Regions from separate parts of the Mus musculus genome. Here region 1 is linked to region 2. The links are chromatin contacts, called in public Hi-C maps. All regions are on one chromosome and are shown on one strand. Each heading gives the region's core, a stretch centred on a gene start, on an enhancer-like site or on the middle of the called end of the contact. The rest is flanking DNA. Distances are from core to core; before and after follow the strand shown. Region 1 overlaps Sptb (spectrin beta, erythrocytic). Region 2 has its middle 21 kb from the start of Akap5.

Region 1 (4,120 bases), core at 1,593-4,092, 250 kb after region 2:
GAAGGACCAATGGTAGTGGTGGCACATGCCTTTAATCCCAGCACTCAGGAAGCAGAGGCAGACTGATCTGTGTGAGTTTGAGGCCAACTGGGTCTACAGAACAAGTTCCAGGACAGCCAGGGCTACAAACAGAAACCCTGTCTGTCTGCCTTCCTTCCTTCCTTCCTTCCTTCCTTCCTTCCTTCCTTCCTTCCTTCCTTCCTTCCTGCCTTCCTGCCTTCCTGCCTTCCTGCCTTCCTGCCTTCCTGCCTTCCTGCCTTCCTGCCTTCCTTCCTTTTCTTTTGAAAGGTTCCAAGGTTAAATAAACTAGGGAAGGGACAGGAAGAGGTGGCAGTTCCCTTGTTCTCCCTGGAAGCCTGCAGCGGTCTGAGGGGAGAGCCACTGCACTGTCAGGCAGAGGAGTCTCTGGTAGAAGTGCCAGAAGCCTCTAGTCAGGGCTCAGAGCTGCTTCTCATCCAGCAGAGGTGCATGTTAAAGACAGACAGGTTCTGCCTAGACACTGGGTGGAGGAGGTGGCCAAAGCCCCTGATGACTTCTATACACTCAGCCAGCAGGCTTTGATCATCAGGAACACTCAGGCTCTGCACCACTGAGGGTGTCCATCACAGGACATCACCCAGGGAGCCTGAAGGAGAATGTAGAGCTACCTGGAAGAAATTCTGGGGGTCAGGCTGGAAGGTAGTGCAGATGTCTAGGCCCTAAGAGGGGGCCAGCGGGCAGGGTGGGCCTGCAATAGGAGGACACACTGCCTGCGGTAGAGGCTGGTTTGCTGATTTGTTAAAACACACAAGAAGAGGTGTCTGATGGGAAGATGTGTGTACCAGCTGCTGGCACGATGTCTGAGAAGGGAATTGGCTGCTGATTGGGGGACATTATGGAAAGAAAAGACACTCAGAAGAGCCTTGTAGGACCTCCTGGGATTGAGGCTAAACAAGGAGAGACTCCTGGCTCCTGGGAGTCTTGGTGGAATCTTGACAGCCTTGCAAAGTCAAGTAAGTCACATAAGCTTGGCTTTTAAAGATGCATTTCCAGGATCAGCCAGCAGGGGGTGTGGGGGACTGCACACAGACCATTAATTCCACAGGCCAAAATACCCTGGCCCAGGACCACAGGGTCTTCCTAAAGATGCTCAGTGAATTACGATGGACCCATAAGCAAAAGAACCCTGCTGACAGAACTCTCCCTCTACTGTTAATGTTGGTGAGAGCCAGGGGCATGGATGGACCTCAGAACAGACTGCTTCATGTTAGCAGTGAGATGAGTTCTGGGACAGGAGCCTAGAACGTACATAGATGGAGTGTCAAGGATGGAGGCCTTGGGCTGGTTGCTGTCTACAACCGTGGTAATGTTAGAGTCCATATGAGGGAAGGTTCTTCTCAAAGATGAAGGGTTAAGGTAAGGATGACGGGACCTAACTGACCATGTGCTAAGCACCAAGTTCTCTATGCACATTCTGTCTCGCAAGCCTCACAGGCTCTCTGTTTTACAGATTACGGGGAACAGGAAATCTGCCCACAGCCATATATCTAACAATGGAAGGTAGAAGATGGGTCTGCTTAGCTCCAAACACAATGCTTTTTCTATTCAGTCCAGGTGTGTTTATGTGCGCATAATACCGTGACTGCTGAAGAAAGTATCACCTGTTGGGTTCCCAGTCTAAATGAGATGTGCCCAGCTTACATCAGGCATGTGGCCAATTTGTTAAGGTGGTATGATCTGCTCTCTTCTCTGCTGGAAATGGGATTTGCACCACAAAAGACACACTGCTAGATGCTTTAGGCAACCAAACAGTGCCAGGTGAGGGCAGGGTGAGCAGCAACCCTAGCAGTTCGGGATGTTTATTCTCCCCAGTGCCTGACGTCTTGGCCCCTGGGCTGTGACGGAGAAGGGTTGTCTAGATAGCTTGCGAAGGGTACCTGAAAACAGTTGTTTGCAAGAGAAGAGAAAGAATCCGTTTGCTGAGTCGAAAAGCAGCCAAAGACATGCATGAGACCACGGAGCCTTGGGGTCGACAGTTCCCCCAAAGGAGAGGCTTTGCTGAACCAGAAGTGTAGGGTGGAGAAGGAAAGGCAGACTGGCATATGGCAGGCCAGGAGATGGTGAGGGGCTGCCAGGAGTGGGATTTGGAAGCAGAGAGGCTCAATCCTACACTCCAAGGGGCAACTGTTGTCTACTGAGGAGCTTGGGCAAGATAGAGGGAATATGGTTCATGGCACTGGACAAAGCAAAGGGAAGTGGAGGCTTCTCTTGGACACAGGAGGCCGCCTGACCCACTGCCACCAGAGAGCAAGCGAGGTGGTTTTCAATGTGTATGACCTGTGAGCTGACTTTAGAGGCCTGGACCCTGGCACTGTCAAGTAGGCAGTTCTCCACCCACTTCCCAGGTGCTCCCGAATGTTAGCTGAGTCTCATCCTGAGTCCATCGGTATTGGGGGACAGGGGACTGGAGAACATAGAGCTTGAAACAAGAAACTTGGGGGAGACTTTGCAGCAGAAGGACCAGGCATTAGCATCTGGCATAGCAAAGAGAGAGCTGGCCACACCCTGCTGTGTGTAACGCCCAGAAAGAGAGAAGGTTTCTCTAGGGAGCCAGGGCACAGTGCCAGACTGCAGGCAGACACACCCTTGCCACGCTGACTCAGGCATCCTGGGGAGAGAGAAACACGCCCAAGTTTGGGGCAAGGCTGACGTCTGTTTCAGGCAGAGACTGCCCATTTGGAACAAAGAGGATTTGCATTTGAGGCAAAATGTCTGAAAAAGCTGCTGTTTGGGGGTGTGGGAGGGGCAAGGACTGGGAAAGCTGTTTAGGCAAGAAGAAACAGCTGCTATCCCACTCGCACAGCATCCACCAACGTCAGAGCCTCACTGCTGGCTGCTGAGCAAAGCTGGCTGCTGGGGGCAACTGTGGCTGGAGCTATCAAGGCCTTGCCACAGGGGTGGCCATGGACCCCGAGATCCTGGTGCCTGCACAGCCCTTGGGGTACAGCCCCTCACTCACATGTGCTGGCTGCTCTCCCAAAGCCTCTGAGACAATGGAAGGAAGATCAGCAAGATTCAGATTACCCTGGCAGCCCTACTCTGACGATCAGCCTGTCTCAGGGGAAGTTGGCTGTGTGGCCATTCATGGAAGGTCACACTTAAAGAGTGGTGGCTGGGAACTACCCTGGGGTAAGATTCGTCCCTGCCAGACTGACCATGAGTAGCACCCACTCTGACACCGTCTGGAGTGGCTTTGATCCTTGGGGTCCCCCTGCACTGCACACTGGGCCTAGCCTGGGGACTTGGAGGCAGGAAGGGTAGGTTGGTTCCAAACTAAGACTGTTTCTCGTTACAGCCCCCAACAGCATCTGAGTCTTTCAGGGGTGTCACTCCTGTCATCCCAGCAGGGACAGTGTGACACAGCAGTGTGTAGGAAGAGGTTTTGAGCCTGAGGAAACTCACACTCTCTTTAACCCCATGAGAGCTTGCTCTCTTCTCTCCTAGGAGGAAACATCTTCCTACAAACACAACACTGGGCAGTCTGAGGAGCAATGCCTGGAAGATGAACATTCAGGAGAGGACCGGATCTTTCCCAGGGGAAGGGAAGCACAGGAGGCAGAGAGGGTGCCTGTCTCTTGCCAGAAAGTCCTCCTGCTTTACCCTCCGGCTGAAGGCCCCCTCAGGGCTCCACTTCTGGCATTATATAGGTTTGAACCTCAGTCCTTTCCTCAAAGAGGGACAAGGGCAAACACCCTAGGCTGTGACCTCTCCTTCCCCATCCTGATTTCACAGTAGCTTCCGGAATCTCAGAGTTAGGAGCAGATGGAAGGAAAATAGGAAAGCCATCCTCTCAGTCTCCCCCTTGGAAGGCTACGTCGCTGACTCGTGGGACTGTGGACTTTCTGTAACCTTACAAAAAGACCTTTATAAGGCAAGAGGCTTGGGGACGGGGAGAGGATTCCAAACCCACACAGGTTAACCAGAACCAAAGACCAGACCCCAGACATTCTGACTTCATCCCGAGTCTTGCTTCTTGTGATACCTTGTGTCTCTGGCTTGGCCTCACACTTACCTGTGGGAAGGGTCCGGCTTTTACCAGAATGCATTCTAACATGCAGAGGCGAGGGGCAGTAGTGGCAGT
Region 2 (4,213 bases), core at 865-3,364:
AGGTACCTCAGAGATCAGAGGAGAACTAGGTCCTCCCGGAACTAGAGTGCCAGGTAGTTATAAGCTGCCTGACAGAGGGGCTGAGAACAAATCTGAGGTTGTAGAAGAGCAGCCAGTGCTCTTAACCACTGAGCCATCTTTCCAGACTCTTGTTTTATTTTTTTAAGACTCAGTTAAGCGTGGCCTTAAACTCAATCGTACTGTATCAGCTTCCTGAATGCTGGCCGAGGGCTGTCCTCTGACCTTCTCTGTTGCAGTGACTGCAAGGAGCCGATGGCAGCTGTGCTGAAGGACAACCTAAGGAATTGGGGGAACACACACACACACACACACACACACACACACACACCAGGGTTTCATCCAATCTAGAAGGAGAGCCAGTGTGGGACACTTGCATTTAAGACATCACATTCAGGACTGTGACATACCAGATTAAAGAGAGAGCGGTTACACAAGCATGGTTGAGCATAGAAATGTTTACAGAGTTCACTCCTTGGAACATAACAACTTCTTAATGAAACGCCACAGACATATTTAGTTTAAGTACACTAAAAGACACAAGTTACATTGTAAAAATTTCCCACATGAACTATTTTTAGCACAGATACCACAAAGATCCCTGTCAAGTATTCACAGGAATCCAAGGTTCAGTATCAAGAATTAGCCGGTGCAAACAGGCTTTATTCGCTGTCCGCTTCGCAGCTTGTTTTCCTCCCATGATAGCAGTTATTCCCTTCAGTGGTCAGAGAAAGCGGTCCAGTTTTACTTCCAAAGAACATTAGTGAGTTCCTACGGATAATCCTTATTCCATCTCCCGTCCCTATTTATTACTTAGATGGTCTTCATCCAAGAAGCAATGGGATATTTATTTTCTTTGTTCCTTTTCTTATATGAAAATAATGGGGCTGGTGAGATGGCTCAGTGGGTAAGAGCACCCGACTGCTCTTCCGAAGGTCCGAAGTTCAAATCCCAGCAACCACATGGTGGCTCACAACCATCCGTAACGAGATCTGACGCCCTCTTCTGGAGTGTCTGAGGACAGCTACAGTGTACTTACATATAATAAATAAATAAATAAATCTTTAAAAAAAAAAAAAAAAAAAGAAAATAATGTATTTGGAGGGAAGTTTCCTTAATGCTGAAATAGGTGTATTTTACTTCCACTAATGCTAAATCCTATCTTCCTTGATGAACGATACAAACAGTTCAGAAGAGTAAGAACTCAAGTAGCACTCCCATTTCTGGCGCATTTTCATAAAAACTAATTTTCTCAACTAATTATCTATTAAGTAGGGCTGCAAGCATGTTCTAGAATCTACCAGATGGAATACTGAACCGGGCTAGCCGTGGAACCGCTTCCTGCTGTTGGTTTCCATCAGCACACTAACCATTTTAGAGCAAAGCCTCACACCAGCCCTGCGAGGTAGGTGCTGTGGACACCTCCGCTTTACTTGGAAGAGGTAAGTAACCACTTCAAACATTCTATACATTAAAGAGCAACAACACTGCTTGTCAGGCAGACTGCACTCACTGAGCGCTCCTACCAACAACAAATGCAAAACACCTACATGCAGGCTCTATAAAGAAGGGAAGACTTAAAGCTGGCCCACACAGAAAAGCTCTATATAGGATCTGCCTAGCCCGAGGCAGAGGCAGGTGGATCTCTGAGTTCAAGGCCAGCCTGGTCTACAGAGTGAGTTCCAGGACAGCCAGAGCTACAGAGAAACCCTGTCTCAAAAAACAAAAACACACAAAAAAAAGAACTAAGCTTGTTTCGCAAGGCCTCCAAATGTTACCCGGCAGGCTGCTCACTTCAACACAAGAGGGCAACATCTGGCAACAAAGTACATATGGTGACTCCAGGCTCAACTAGGCAACCATTACACAAACCACACTGCTTGGGGGGTGGGGTGGGGGAGGACGGGGAGGGGAGGGGAGGGGAGGGGAGGAGAGGGGAGGGCAAGGGAGCTCCATATTGCAGATGTGACAAAAACTAAAGGTTGTTCCTGGAAAATCTTTTAAAATATGAATACTTTTTCCCCCAAATGAAGACTTATGTCTTAAAAACCAAAACCAAAACTCCCCAGGCTGTAGGCGTTATAGTGCATGCTACCCCAGGCACTTAGGAGGTGGATGCAGGGTTGTTTCAAGTCCCAGGCCATTGTGGGCCATATAGTAAGACATAACCTCAAAAAGGCAGAATGAGCAGGAGAGGCTGATTCGGTGCTTAAGGGTACTTGCTGCTCCTGCAGAGGACCTGGTTTGGTTCCAGCACCCACATGAGTTCTCCAGGTTCTGATGCCTCAGGTTTTTGAGAGAGAGTCTTACTGAGTGAGCCTGGAGTTGCTCGTTCTGCATAAGTCATCGAAGCCTGCCTGGGCTCTGTATCTCAATGTAAATATACTGAGATCTATCTCTAAATCTCAAAAAAAGTAAAGGCAGGGAATATATCCTAAATAGCCTAAAATACATGGTCAGTATCTGTGCTTCTGTATGATCAAGTCACTCAAGTAACCGAGTGATTGCTGTGATGACTTAAGTGTAAGATACCATGCAGTTATGACCCCTAAACAGCACATTTGTTAACCACCCCAATACAATCCATTCTACCACTAGCTATGTTCTGTTCTTAAAACACATCATCAGTCTTGATCTCAGACGCTAACTCTAAATCAGAAACTCAGTTACCTTAAAACAGTGCCCAGTAGGGTTCTTCACTTGGCCTTTAAAAGTTACCACTCTGAAGGCCGGATGGGAAGACAACGGTGCGTTCAAGTCTAGCCTGGGCCAAATAGCAAGACTATCTCAAAAACTTACAAACAAAACAATGAAGCTACTACTTCAGGTTGGTGTGGTATCTGTGTGTGTGCTGTTTTGTTTGTTTGAGACAGGGTCTAACTATGTCACTCTAACTGGTCTGGAACTCACTATATAAACCAGGCTGGCCTTGAACTCAGAGATCAGCCTCACAAATTCTGGGATTAGAGTCCATGCCACCATCTCTGGAACTCTGTCATGTAACCTAACTCACCATTCATCCAGAGGGGGATGGGGGTGGGGGAATAAAAACAATCGGTTTTTTTTTTTTTTTTTTTTTTTTGGTTTTATGAGACAGGATTTCTCTGTGTAGCCCTGGCTGTCCTGGAACTCACTTTGTAGACCAGGCTGGCCTCAAACTCAGAAATCCACCTGCCTCTGCCTCCCAAGCGCTGGGATTAAGGCGTGTGCCACCACGCCCGGGGGCAGGAGAACCTCTTAAATGTCTTCAGAGGTATGGGAGTGGGGTCAGAATTAACTGGCTATACACACCGAGGTGTCTGTGAGATGGCACATACCCCATGGTGTGAGATGGCATATACCCCATGGTGTGAGATGGCACATACCCCATGGTGTGAAATGGCACGTACCCCATGGTACTGGCCGCCTGGGAAGCTGAAGAAGACTGCTTGTGCTCAAGATTTTAAGGCCAACCTGGTGACATAGCAAGGCTGAGAGTGTGTGTGTGGCAGGACCAACTCAAATGCTCTTCAAATGTCTGTGAGCTGAGACTTCAATAGGGTGGTGGTGGGGTGCTGTTCTACAGTCTCTCTTGCCTTTTGATTCTTGAGAACAGAACTTCAAGTTGAAATAACCCTTTGGAAACAATGAAATTTGCTAAGCTACTTGTTAGGTACAGAAAATTCATCACTTAGTCCAACATCTTCCATTTTCCTGGAGTTGTAAGTTTCTAAGTGTCGCCACTATAAAAGGGAAGTGAGTATATTCACAGAAGGAGAGCTGCCGGCATGGGTTTTAAGTAGGTCTGGAATGCTCAGTGCATCCACTCCACTGCTTTTACTAACAGAAAAGCGAAAGCTACACCATTGTCAAATCACCCTTATGAGTGACTTTTAGAAAAAAAAACTATCATCAACCCAGGCAGCCTTAATAAGTCTGCAACATTAAGTCAGGGAGATGATACGTATCTTACCATTTTCCTCTTCAAACTTAGGTGATCCTCTTGCTATAAACACCTGAAGGTGTCCAAGAGCACACTGGAGATCTGCCTATCCGCACAAGGTTGGCTCACACAGACCTGTATGACCACTTACGTGAATGCACTGTTTCTCTGCTCAAGCCTTCTTCACTACTGACTTCTCCAGTCCTTCCTTTTAGCTAAAATATTTATTAAAAATGAGGTATACTTGATGGCTAATAAATAAAAGGCCATATA

What was found. Hi-C and Micro-C count contacts between places; a contact is called where the count stands out from the background.
Region 1: a contact with region 2 is called in a Hi-C map of the G1E-ER4 cell line, with 4 times the contacts expected there. The contact joins two enhancer-like sites. A contact is called at or near these places in 1 of 39 promoter capture datasets (pre-B cells), 2 of 15 datasets of contacts at CTCF or cohesin (both in the NIH/3T3 cell line), 44 of 484 Hi-C or Micro-C datasets (B cells, the Ba/F3 cell line, the C10 cell line and 28 more), 2 of 115 datasets of contacts at active chromatin or transcription factors (bone marrow-derived dendritic cells and vascular smooth muscle cells) and 4 of 9 other capture datasets (adipose tissue, embryonic stem cells, liver and 1 more).

What each region holds. Positions count from the first base shown.
Region 1 is chr12:76,591,364-76,595,483 of GRCm38.p6, forward strand. The region is part of intron 32 of Sptb (spectrin beta, erythrocytic); the gene reads right to left. Among named protein-coding and RNA genes, the nearest start is that of AI463170, 45 kb to the left of the region's middle. Within about 2 kb of position 2,843, at least 197 of the 459 cell types and tissues checked have an H3K27ac peak or open chromatin away from gene starts, as enhancers often do. A contact at or near this core is called in CD8 T cells, the G1E-ER4 cell line and Th1 cells, where this site is marked.
Region 2 is chr12:76,344,132-76,348,344 of GRCm38.p6, forward strand. No RefSeq gene overlaps it. Among named protein-coding and RNA genes, the nearest start is that of Akap5, 21 kb to the left of the region's middle. Within about 2 kb of position 2,115, at least 16 of the 459 cell types and tissues checked have an H3K27ac peak or open chromatin away from gene starts, as enhancers often do. A contact at or near this core is called in CD8 T cells, the G1E-ER4 cell line and Th1 cells, where this site is marked.